2 separate regions of the Urocitellus parryii genome follow, and region 2 is linked to region 1. Evidence: chromatin contacts called from public Hi-C data. All regions are on one chromosome and are shown on one strand. Each heading gives the region's core, a stretch centred on a gene start, on an enhancer-like site or on the middle of the called end of the contact. The rest is flanking DNA. Distances are from core to core; before and after follow the strand shown.

Region 1 (6,274 bases), core at 2,234-4,733:
GAGTATAGGGAAGGAAGACAGGACCTAGCATAGGGATCCAGGAAGTCCTGAGAGAGACAGCTCCCTTATTGCTATTTTATTTCATATTGAAGAAGGGAATATTTTTGACTCTTTTTATTTTATTTTATTTGTGGTGCTGGGGTTTGAACCCAGGGCTTTGTGCATGCAAGGCAAGCACTCTACCAACTGAGCTATATCCCCAGCCTTACTCTTAATTGATTCAGTGAAGGAAAAAGATAGACAATGCTTCTGCTTTTTTCTATTTTTCACTATAATTTTAGAAGGAAGCCCTTAATAATCTAATCATAGTTACACTAATGTAATGTGTCCATTGCTCAAGTCACTCATTTATTGCATGGCCTTGTGACAGTTATGTCATCTTGGATTCTTGGTTAACTTATTTATTTGCATGGAATGTATTAGGTATGTCATAGCCTCAGTGATATAATATACAATAAGTCCTTTATGATATAAATAAAAATATATGATATAATATATAATAAGTCCTTGGTGGGTAAATACTGAGTTACACTTTCTGGAGTATATTATGATTAGCTATATAAAGCAATGTACATAGCAGATGTTGGCAGATATTGGTACTTTGTTGACCTAAATTTGGGAGAATAAGATGCTTATTTCTCTTTTCCAGCCTGTGGATGTTGTGTTCTTCACTGGGATTTATAGCAACTGCCTTTGAAACAATACATTATATTTCTTTTTGCTAAACAAGCAGATAATTAAACCGTCTTGATTTCAGAAAATGTTACACTAAAACATTTATCAGTAATGAGATTAGAATTTGTACCAGAATAGAGAAATGAATTCCATGCTTTTGCTCTCTAAAATGTGATTGTATTAATAAGCTTTGATCCAAATTAAATAATGCAGGATAAAACTACAAAAATAACTTCATCTAGTGAATGAAAACTCTCTTATTCTGAGGATTTATGATTAACACAGTATATTATGAACTTTATGTAGATTTTCATTGAACTTCTTCTTTTGCTCCTTTCCAGAACTTAAATTTAACCTTGTCAGATTGAAATGGGTAAGAAATGAACACACACACTTAACAGGTGTAAATGAGAAGGAAGGTCTCTGGAGATGATCTTCACTAGTGGCTAATAAAGGTTGGTCACTTCCTTTCCTAATTCACCATAGTCCTGGGGTCAGTTTAAAAGCTTCCAGACTCAAACCTGCATTGTGAGCCTTTTGACAGCATTCCAATAAATCAACCTGCTATTTTAGAATCGACTGACATTAACCTAGCTCAAGACTTAGGTCTATGCATTCATTCACATTCATATCTATATAGACATTTATTTATTCAACAGTTATTGAACCCTATGATGTGCCCTATGATGTGCATTTTATATAGTGGGAATGGAGCCTTGACCTTTGTTTTGTGCCATTAGACACATTAGTGCATATTTTGGTGAAGGAGTTTGATAAAGAATATTCCACATCACCAATAGGTGAAAAGGGAAGCAAAGGAAAATAAAAAATAAGAGAATAGACAGAGGGGTGAACAAGAAGAGCCCATATGAAGTGAGACACTTGAGGTTTGTCCAAAGAGTTTCAGAGAGAATGTTCCTGAGGAGGATGCCAGCTTAGAAGGTCCTAGGAGCTGTAATGCTCAATGTTCAACAGGCCAGAACAGACTTGAGGACAAACAATGCAGGGATTTTGTATGGGAAGCTAAATCACTATCTGAAGGTTGGTTGATGAAGTCTGTATCTGAACAAGGGGTTAGTGACCTGGCACCAGTGACTTAGGGTATTGGCCTGAGTCAGTTGAGCATCCATCTATACTTCTGATCCATTACCTGACATCAGGTATGTCTCTGGCAAAGGATGGGATAGGCACTGCCAACTTCCATTTCTTTAATTTGGTGCTAGATGAATCCTGGTTCCACTTAGGAACTGGAAAATCCTGGCAAGTTCCGTACTCTATCTAATTCTTTGTAAAGCAAACCAGCCCCAGAGATAGTAATTTGCCCCAGGCCCACAGAGATGGAAACTGAATTCAGCTTTTGCCTGTGTCCTGAGCCTTCCTGCTGCCTCTTTGGGTGGGCTCACACTGGCAGAAAACAAATTTTGTGGCAGCCAATTAACCAGAGAGGAGGACTAGTGTGACCATTAGTTAGAAGTCTGTCTTTATTAGTAAGTGTTGCCCTTTATAGTCTGAACTTGGAACATTTCTCAATATCGCTACATTTTTTTTTTTTTCAAATGCGCTGGGGTGTCTCCTTCTGTCTGACTTCCCCCGTATGACATTGGCACTTCCACAGGTGCATTTCCTAGTCTTCCTAGGCCCAGGGTCAGAGGCAATACCATGTGTTTTTTCTCTAGCAGGTCACAAACAGCCACATCCTCAGGAGCTTACAACACACTTGCTTACAAAAAACAAGATGGTATTTTTTCACACTGGAAGACAGGACAGAGAATTCCAGGAATTACTGTCCTAATAATTATGATTTATTTAGATAGTACCCAAGTTTTGATGAGGTTGTGTTATACAAAATACACTTGCCAATTTTTACTTATGCATTTTCCTTTATTTCAGCATATTTAATGCAGTACACAAGTCAATAACGGTTTGCAAAAACACACTTTATTCCTGTCAAAGCAGTTTTACAAACATTGCATCATTTGCTGTGCAGGCAGGACTGGGTATGGCTGGCTTTACTATCTTCATTTGAATGAGGGAAACTTAGATGCTGCCCACCGAAGGTTTTCACAGAAGTTACTTCATTTGATCCTCCCCGTGCATCTTACACAGCCGAAAGAGCGCGCACACTCCCATCTGTCTGGGCGAGAGTGGGGTGGAGGTTAATCAAGGCGACTTCCTGCTAGACGAGCCTGTCTGGTTCTGGTGGGGACAGACGATGGGGTCGGAGTTAGGGGCACATCCCTGGGCCCTGGTTCCCGAGGAAGGATTTCCCAGCAGCAAGCCCGCCTGGCATCTAACCCGGGAAAATCCACCCTGGCCAACCCGCGGGACCCCCAACAGGCAAAGTATAGAATCCCAGTGCGCGCGAGGCAAGTGCTTTAAGCGACATCTTTAGGGCGCCCTCAAGTCAAGAGCTGAACTCGTGCTGCTGGGACGCGCGGGGGCAGGTGTCGCAGCGGTCCCGAAGGACCTGGGAGGTCTTTCTGTTAGGCAACTGGAGAGCGCCGCCCGGGGCCAAGGGAGGGCCCCAGTAGGCCCTAACCCGCCGCAGCAGGGCGGGGTGTCGTGGCCTGCGGGCCCGCCTCCAGCCCCAAGCCAGCCCACTGCGACCTCAGGTACCAGTGAAACCCGGGCTCTGGCTAACGGCTTGCCCGGCCCCTTAGCGAGCCCCGCCCCTCAGCAAGCCCCTCCCACCGACCCGGCTCTTCCCCCCCCCACGCCCCTTCCGCTGATCTCCCATTCCAGGCCCCGCCTCTTCCGCTAGCCCCGCCCCGTCCCTCTCACGTGTGGGTTCGGGAGCGTGTCTGTTTTCTGCGGGAGTCCTCTCGCCTGCAGGCCTGCGGTGCGTGGTTTCCGTCGCACCGGTACCGTCTCGGCCATGGGGGTCTCCAAGAGGAAGGCCTCAGGCGGCCAGGGCGGTGCAGCTTCCGCTGCGGGAGCAGCCAAGCGGGCCCGCACTGAAGAGCTCACGGGCGTGCAGTTCAAGACTCAGCTGAGGGATCCGCAGGGCGCGGGGCCGGGTGAGTGCCGGGCGGCAGGCCCCGGGCAGCGAGCGCGTGCTTGCGAGGTGGCCTTCCTGCCACTGTCTAGACACGGCCAGACACAGCCTGCCGTTTCTGCGGGCCCCTGAGGGTCAGAGCCAAGCTTCTGGTTTTTGAGGGACACTGAGACTCCTGTGACTGTGCGTCCAGGGTCCCCGGCGGGCCAGAGCAGCTCCAGGACTGAGTGCTGCATTTCATGGCCCTGGGCTGTCAGCGACAACAATGGCGCTGCCTCACTTGGTTTTGACAGTTTCATGCTGTTGCTCATTTCCCTTGCCTGGGCACAACCATCAGCCGACTCTAAAATCTCCTTGTTGCAATTATCAGGAAAGTAAATCAAGCATCCTCATTCACACACAGAAAATGTTTATAGGGTTTCTACTTGATTCAGGCCAGTTCAGTAAGACAGTTTGGTATTTCCTTGGGCCATTAGCACCATTTTCAATGGCTGTGATCCTTCAACACTTAGGATGACCTGATAACACATGTGCAAGCTATGAGAAACCACCACAACTACTTGTCAGTTGCCAGGATTGGGCCAGTGACTGAGATGGAGCACATTCTGTAACTTAATCTTACTGTTTGTAAAGTGTAACCACAGTTAACAACTACTTGCAATTCTTTAGAAAGTATAGAGGTTAGGAAGAAAGAAACACAATTGAATGTGTTGCCAAGTGGAAACAGTGGCGTATTTCTTCCACATTAAAGAAATTACTAAATCTATGGTCAGCATATCCTCAACTTCTAATTTTTCTCCTATGGATTCTGTTTTTAAACTTTTGATGCCTGCCAGGAACACATACTAATACATTTCACTCATTTAGCCTTTCAGTTTTTATTAGGGTCTAGTGTTTGTTAGGGTTGAGATAAAATGGTGGTGAATAAAAATCTGCCATAGGCCTTGCCATTGTGGGTCTTACAGTCAAGTGAGAAAGCAGATAATCAATAAAATCACATATATATATAATTCCAAAGGAGCCATGCATGGTGTCTGAGGGTACCTAACGGCCTTGGAGAACTAATTTGTAAGATGGAAGAAGATTCCTCCAAGGACATGGCTTTTCAAAAGGGCTACAGAAGGGGACAGAAACAAGAGCCCTTCTGGAACAAGATATGTTTAGCTACTATATCCATATTTTATTGTCTGGCTCAGAGAGTACCATGTCATTCATGAGCTGCATCAGTTGAGCAGGTGTCAGAAAACAACTGGATTGACAGGTGATGGTTGTAAAGGAAGTAGTTGAAAGATACTGCAAAGCTGAAAATCAGTGGGTGAAAGCATGAATCCCCTGTGCAAAACTGCTTTAGATTTATGTTTGAATCTAGTCTCTTCCTTTGATTCTCTCCTCCCCTTTTTGATATGCTTTCAGCTTCCTCTGAGAGAATTTGTGGAAGATCAGGGAAGTAGAATTGATGGATGCATATTGGAGGATTTTCTTTCCATATAGGCTTGAGGGACAATTTCTATTTATACTTCTTTCGCATGGTACAGAAAAAGCTGCAGGTGATTGGTAAAGGGTGCTCAGTGGATCATCAGGGATGATCCTAGATCAAGAAGGGTTCTGCTTCAAGCCAGTTCCTTGGAAAGTTTGTGCCCCATATTTCACTGCTGATAGAAAAGATCATATTGAAATATGAGTACACAAAAGATTAAACTTTGGAGCTCTCTAGCCTCACATTGCTTCTGTGTTCTCTGTACATTAAAGATAGTTCTGATGATTTGGATGTTCCTAGCCGAACCCTCCTTGTGCCTCATTCCAACCCCTGGCCTTGGCAGCTCTCCTTCTGAGTGTCCCTGGAGTCCATCAGCTCCCCTCTTTCTCCACCATCATTCTAGTCCAGGCACCTTCAGTACCTATTGAGACTGTGGCTAAAGCTGCCCAGGGTTGGTCTCTCTTTTCTACCCTCGCTTCCCTACAGCCCTTTCTACATGCAGAAGGTAAATGATGTTTTAGAATTTCAAATCTGATGTTGTCACTCCTCTCATGGCTTCCTTCTGTGGCCTCTCACTGTTCTTAGAGTAAAATCCAGAATCATTACTGGTACCTCATCTACCCTTGCTTTCTTCTCTGCCTTCATCTCAGGCCACGCTCACTCACCTACTCATCTACTTGCCTAGCATCAGTACTCTCCAGCCTCGGGGCCTTTGCATGTCCTTATCCTGCAACACTAACTTCCAATGCATTTTGGCCATTATCAGGTTAAGTATTACTGCTTCAGGGAAAACCTTCCCAGCCCTCAACTCTAAATCATGTTCCCCAGTTATAACCTCATTATACCCTTGATTTTTGCTTCATTGCACTTAAGTATAACATGACTATTTAAATGATTGTGGTAGGTAGTTAATAAACATTCATGGAATGAAAGTTGGTCTCTGCTACTGCATTGTATGTACATGTGAGTAGAGGCCATTTCCAGGTTGTTCACCAGCGCTTCCCAGGCACCCACTGTAATGCCCAGTGCATGTGGTGGGTGCTCAGTAGATGGTAAATAGAAAGGTGAGCTCAGAGATGGCAGATGTAATAGATCAGCAATTTCAACTTTTGAATAGCCTGAACTGT
Region 2 (6,002 bases), core at 1,841-4,340, 140 kb before region 1:
TCCTGTTCATCGTGGCTATTTGCTGCTCCTTCATTCTTTCTCCTCTGGGGCTGGCTTTTCTGTGAATCATTGCTGTCAAAATCAAAACTACATGCAAAACAGCCCTTTGCTTCTGAGCCCCTCCCCCAAGTCTTCTGTGGTCATCCGCAATTCTGTGGAGGTATGAGACAAAATCTTCAGATTTTCCCCATTGGGCCTCTTATTTTCTTTTCCTCTCTAGTGCTTGGGATTGAGCCCAGGGACCTCTACCACTGAGCTATGTCCATAGGATCTCACTCATTAAGTTGCTAAGGCTGGCCTAGAACTTAATCCTACCTCAGCCCTCAAATTGCTGAGTTCATGGAAGTGTGCCATAGTGCCCAGCTCCCATCAGTCTTCTAGCAACTCTAACCCACTCACTCATTCTATTATTGACAAAGGATAGCTCATTAAGTGCCATTGGTGATGTAACTTTATATTACTTTATTGTGTGCTGGTGATAAGATGAAACAGAAGTAACCAAGATAATGATAAACTTTTAAGAAAAAATTTTAGCTTAGTTTTAAAGAACTTAGAACTTAAATATGTATTTCAGGTTGAGTATCCTTTGATATGTTGCACAGGTAGTTATATTTTTTAACATCCTTCCTGTTGTGAAAATGAGTTGTGGATCTGAGGAACAAAATGTCCTGTTAATTAGAGTCTAAATGTGGCACACAATGTCAGCAATGCCTATTTAAGAAATAATGTTCTGGTTATGTGAGTTTATATCAAGTGAAAAGGCTACTTGGTTTAAATTAAAATTATGGATCTTAAAAAAAATAAGTCAAAATGCCAATGCATTAATGTCAGAGAAACGTGTCTGATCAAGGATTAACAAAAGTCAGAAATGGGAACTCATACATTGTTGGTGAGAGGTTAAATTGGTCCATCAACTCTAGGGATTTAAGAATGTCAGGTGAAATTTATATCCCCTATTAACAAGAAATTTGACTTTTTGAGAAATCGGTACTGAGGAGCATGAGCTTCATCGTTTGTAATGGTGAAACTAGAAACAAACTAAACAACAACAGGGAATGGAATGGCATATTCCTATAGTGAAATAATACACAGCAGTGAAAATAAGTGAATGAAAATAACCCTCACTGTGGAGCAATAAAGCAAATTACAGGATAATACCATAAGACATCACTATGTAAAACTTAGAATAGCAGTTTACCTCTGGGGAGAGGGGAAGAAGGCAATAGGATTAGAGAAGGGTATAAAGCAACTGTCTAAGCTCTGGACTTTTCCTAAAAAGTTATTAACCATGTAAAAATTGCCTTTTTCTTCCTCACTGCCTGATATCCAGCAGCCATTATGAATGACCTATAAATTATCCAGACCAGAAAGTTCATCACTGATGAACTTATGATGGTCTGTAGCCCCCTCCATCGTGGGCTACGGAACCAGGGTGACTCGGGTGAATTGAAGCTAGCACAAACAGATCACACTGACACAGAAAGTACCTTTTTTCTTAGGGCGTTTCAGAAGGCTTCTCCACATCTAGCTGAAAAACACAGGAGGGAGGCTGGCAAGAGAGGGAGAGGGCATGTCCTGAAGCCTATTTATTGAGTGGAGTCCTTCAATACAACATTCCACCCAAAAAAGGTAAGGGGTAGTATTACAAAGGAACAAGAAGGCTGCCCACTCCCAAAGCCTTACTCCCTTGCCATTCCAGATGGGATCCACCTGTTTCTATGCTCTGGGAAACCAGTCTCCACATTTCCATCATTCAAGGCTAAGGGTTTTCGGCTCCTTATGTGGCAGTTCTCAACAATGGTCAAAGGATACCTTTGCCCTAAAAATGAACAGTACCTAAATACACAGAAAACTAATCACAAAGCACAAGGCCACAGCAAATGTCATCTTTTTTTTTTTTTCTTTGAATATTTGAACCCACTTGGCTAACAGGACTTCATCCTATTGCAGTCTGATCTCTGGGTGTTCAGAGAAGCAGACATGAATTAATCTTGCCACAGCCTAAGCGCTTAAAAGTGTCAGTGGCTCAGATCCCTCAGTTTATGTTGTTTTGAAGTCAGGTAACTGAGGTCAGTTATTCACGTATGGGGGACCTAAAGTTTGAGGTAACATGCTTCAGAAGGGGGAATTCATTCCAAATTCTCGCATTTGGGATCTGAAACCGCTCTTAAAAACCTCAAAACAAGGGCTGGGAATGTGGCTCAAGCGGTAGCGCACTCGCCTGGTAGGCGTGAGGCCCGGGTTCGATCCTCAGCACCACATACAAAGAAAGATGTTGTGTCCGCAGAAAACTAAAATAAATAGATAAATATTAAAAAAAAACCCTCAAAACAAAAACCACAAACTCCAAAACGTAGCAAACTACAGGTTTTGCATCATTACAAAGCCACATAGCAAGTGCATCCCGTTTAGACTTCTTTATACCTCTATTTTAATTTGCCTTGCGCTTTCATTTTTGTTTTCCTAGTCGTCGCACTAAATCTCCATGAGAGCCAAGACTCTGGATCCTCAGCTGTGTCGTAGGGCGCCAGGAAGAAACAGTGAGTACGCTGCTTGCCCTTCTGGTTAAGATGTGTTGGTCGACACCTAACTGGATATTTTTGGGAGGACTGCTCTGCAACAACCTTGTGGGCTACCGTAGACACATAAATCCGAATCAGCCTGCACAAATAAGTGCTGGCACTCGCCCACGTCCCCCGGAGCCTCGAAACCGGATCTACACAGACAGCTGGAAGCAAAGACTTAGAGCTCTACTCCAAACTTCCCCAGACCGGAAGCAGCGTGAGTCGTTTCCGGAAGTAAAGACTGCCAACGGCGGAAAAGACTGGGATTTGGGGCGACTATGGGGAAAGTGTTGCTAAACCTGGCCCCTCTGGTGCCCATCAGCCCACCCATTCCCGACCTAGCACCCCCTGCCTCGGCCCGCCCATTTCCCTGGGTGGAATCTTGGGCCCCTAGAGAATCGGCTGGCGGTCCGCCCTCCCCTCCAGCGACTTAGTCTGAGTTGCTGGAGCAACGTCCACTTCCGGGGTCGGTTCGCTCGAATTCCGCTCCCCCCTGCGGCCTGGGTCGGCGGCCCTTGCGTTCCGTGTGGTTTGTTGCTCAGGCAGCAGCTGCGCACGGAAGCGGATTGTCGGGTGTCCGGCACCCGGGTTTTCCTACACCGCTGACTTAGGGCTGGTTCGGACCGTGGTTGCTGCTGGCAACGTACACTTCCGGGAGCGAGTGCCGGCCCCAGCCCGTCGGACGCCCGAACCCGGGGTTCCAACCTCCACAGCGGTTAGGTCGCCGCTGCTCGCCGCAGGGGAAGACCTCGATCCAGCCTGCAGGTCGCCTGTCGCGGTCCTTTTCGTCCCCTCGGCGGGGCCTCCAGGGCCGCCATGGTTCTACTGCACGTGAAACGAGGCGACGAGAGCCAGTTCCTCCTGCAGGCGCCGGGAAGCGCGGAGCTGGAGGAGCTCACGGCGCAGGTGGCCCGGGTCTACAACGGGCGGCTCAAGGTGCAGCGTCTCTGCTCAGGTGCGGCCGGCGGGGCCGTGTGCGGGGACGGCAGAACCCGGGGCGGGCGCGGGCCGGGCGGGTGAGGACTGGGCGCCCTGGGATGGAAGGTGGGCTCCGGCGGGCCTCGGGGCGAGGAGCCAAGTCTGTGGGACACCGGGGCGAACCAAGGATCAACAACAACGAAAATACGAAGAACGTAGAGCGGGTCTGACACCACCGGCTCCGAGGGGCAGTGGATGAGGCCCTGGGTCCCACGTCCCAAGCCGGGATTCGGGGTGCTATGAATCAGTGGGGATAAAAGGGAGCCAGACCGGGCTGAAGAACAGGTGTGAGGGTGGAATGGTACCCGCTTGGGTTTACACACGGTGCTTGCCCTGTTTTGAGACCCTCGAGGTAAAGCAGTGTCTGCCTTGGGACGTCCTTGAGAGGGGAGAAGCTGTGAGCAAGTGCTTCCCGTCTCCTTGGAAGCAAGCGAGGTTCCCCTGTGCAGTGTGTGGTCACCCCCCTCCACTCTGGAGCACCAGTGACCAAGAGAAGGGAAGTGCCCCCATTTTTTATGGTGTCTCATCCGCATGCACGAGCTACTGGTGGATGTTGAACACTTGAAACATGGCTGATGCTACCAAGGAACTGAATTTTTAATTTTTCTCATTTTAATTAATTTTTAAAAGGCACATTTGTATGGTAGCTTCTACATTTAAGAGCACAGCTTAGACCTTAACGTGATTCTCTGGTATTATTATAATTATTATCATCATTATTGAATGTGTATGTAACTGTATATACATATAGGACAACTATGTAAAATTAATAAACTTGTGATCTAGTAATATCTAACTATATAAAATAGGTTATATGATTTATTAAAATACATAAATGTGTGATTTTTGCACCATTGGGAATTTTTTTGTGGAAGCATTTTTTTTATTGGTTGCTCAAAACATTACAATGATTTTGACATATCATATTTCATACATTTGATTCAAGTGGGATATGAATGCTTATTTTTACCACTTGTACAGATTGCAGGATCACATTGGTTATACATCCACATTTGTACATACTGCCATATTAGTGTCTGTTCATGTTTTTAGGAGCATGTTAGTTTCTGAATTAAACATGTGCTTCCAAAATAGGCTCAACATTATATTATTTTTAAATTAAAGCATATGAGAAGAAAAGGAACTCAATATATAAACTGAAAATGTGGTGCCGAATGTAAAAGTCATGTTGGTGTACTTAGAATCCAGTTGCCAGTGTCACCTGTGACTCCGCAGGCATCAGTGTTCTGCCTTAGGAAGAGGAGATTGACTAAAGAGATTGTCCCCCAGTTGCTGAGAATCTAGAAGGGGGAAAATAAAATTCAGTTACACCATTCATTCCATAGTATTATATCCTTACAGGTCACATGATATCTTGACAATCTTGTGGGAACACCTAGTTCCACTTACCTTCTTCACAGAAAGAGAGGAAGGGAAGGAGGAGAGAGGAAAAAAGCCAGGCAGTTTTACAAATTAATATGTAGACTGGTTGTGGGGTGAATGTATATGGATTAGGAAGAATATAAAGCTATGCATTTGGATAATGAACATAATAACTAAAACACCGAGGCCCATGTCTCTTATTTTCGAGAGGTGTAGTAAGCTGCTTTAAATCCTCTCCACTGATTTATTTAAATTATCTATGAAGCAATACAAGCCAGCCTCAGATGATAGAGCTGTAAGCCAAGGAAGACTGGAGGTCGATAACTGTCTTGCCTGCCTCACAAGGTCACACTTATGAGATCATCTGTGGGGACCCTTTGGGAAGATGGTAAAGCCCCAAATGCCTATGGAGGTTTTCCCTGACTTGAGTTCCAGGCAGCACAGCATGGGGCAAAGGTTTAGCACACAGAATCTGCAGCCAACTGCCTGGGACTGGGGGTGAGTGCTTGAGCTCTCTCTGTTTCCGTTGACTGAGCATGAATCAGTGACTTTGTCAAGGATCAGGGAGGGACAGGACTGGCACATAGTAAGTGGGCCAGATGGACTAGCTCTCTGACCTTCCATTTTTGTGTGGTTTGAAATGTTGTAGTGATGATTATGATATATATTGTCTTAACATTCCCTTCTCTTTAAGAAATGGAAGAATTAGCAGAACATGGCATATTTCTCCCTCCCAATATGCAAGGACTGACAGATGAGCAGATTGAAGAACTGAAATTAAAAGATGAATGGGGCGAAAAATGTATTCCCAGTGGAGGTTCAGTATTTAAAAAGGATGACATCGGACGAAGGAATGGACAAGGTAATTGGCCATTTCTGTATGCAGGCCTGAAATACCAGTGTATGAAAGCAGTCATTGAAGTTAAAAACAAAACTATTCATTCTGTACAAAGTTAGGAGAGAGTGCTTGGTGTGACTCCTTGGTAAGACTAATCCAGAATGATTTAGGTGGATAAGAAGGCTTCTGCCTTCTTGTGGTTACTAAATTGCCACTAGATTATAAGTGTATCAATGAAC

What was found. A called contact is a pair of places that touch in the nucleus more often than the background predicts.
Region 2: a Hi-C map of muscle shows a contact between it and region 1, with 3 times the contacts expected there. The contact joins the promoter of Cfap298 here to the promoter of Urb1 in region 1. A contact is called at or near these places in 2 of 2 Hi-C or Micro-C datasets (liver and muscle).

Annotation. Positions count from the first base shown.
Region 1 is chr2:215,296,782-215,303,055 of mUroPar1.hap1, reverse strand. It overlaps Urb1 (URB1 ribosome biogenesis factor), which reads left to right and starts at 3,483. Exons shown (of 39, transcript XM_026393567.2): 1 at 3,483-3,692. The coding sequence starts at 3,551.
Region 2 is chr2:215,434,638-215,440,639 of mUroPar1.hap1, reverse strand. It overlaps Cfap298 (cilia and flagella associated protein 298), which reads left to right and starts at 3,090. Exons shown (of 7, transcript XM_026393543.2): 1 at 3,090-3,519; 2 at 5,620-5,787. The coding sequence starts at 3,381. LOC144253261 (a long non-coding RNA gene) reads right to left here and starts at 1,815. Exons shown (of 3, transcript XR_013343248.1): 1 at 1,711-1,815; 2 at 1,488-1,549.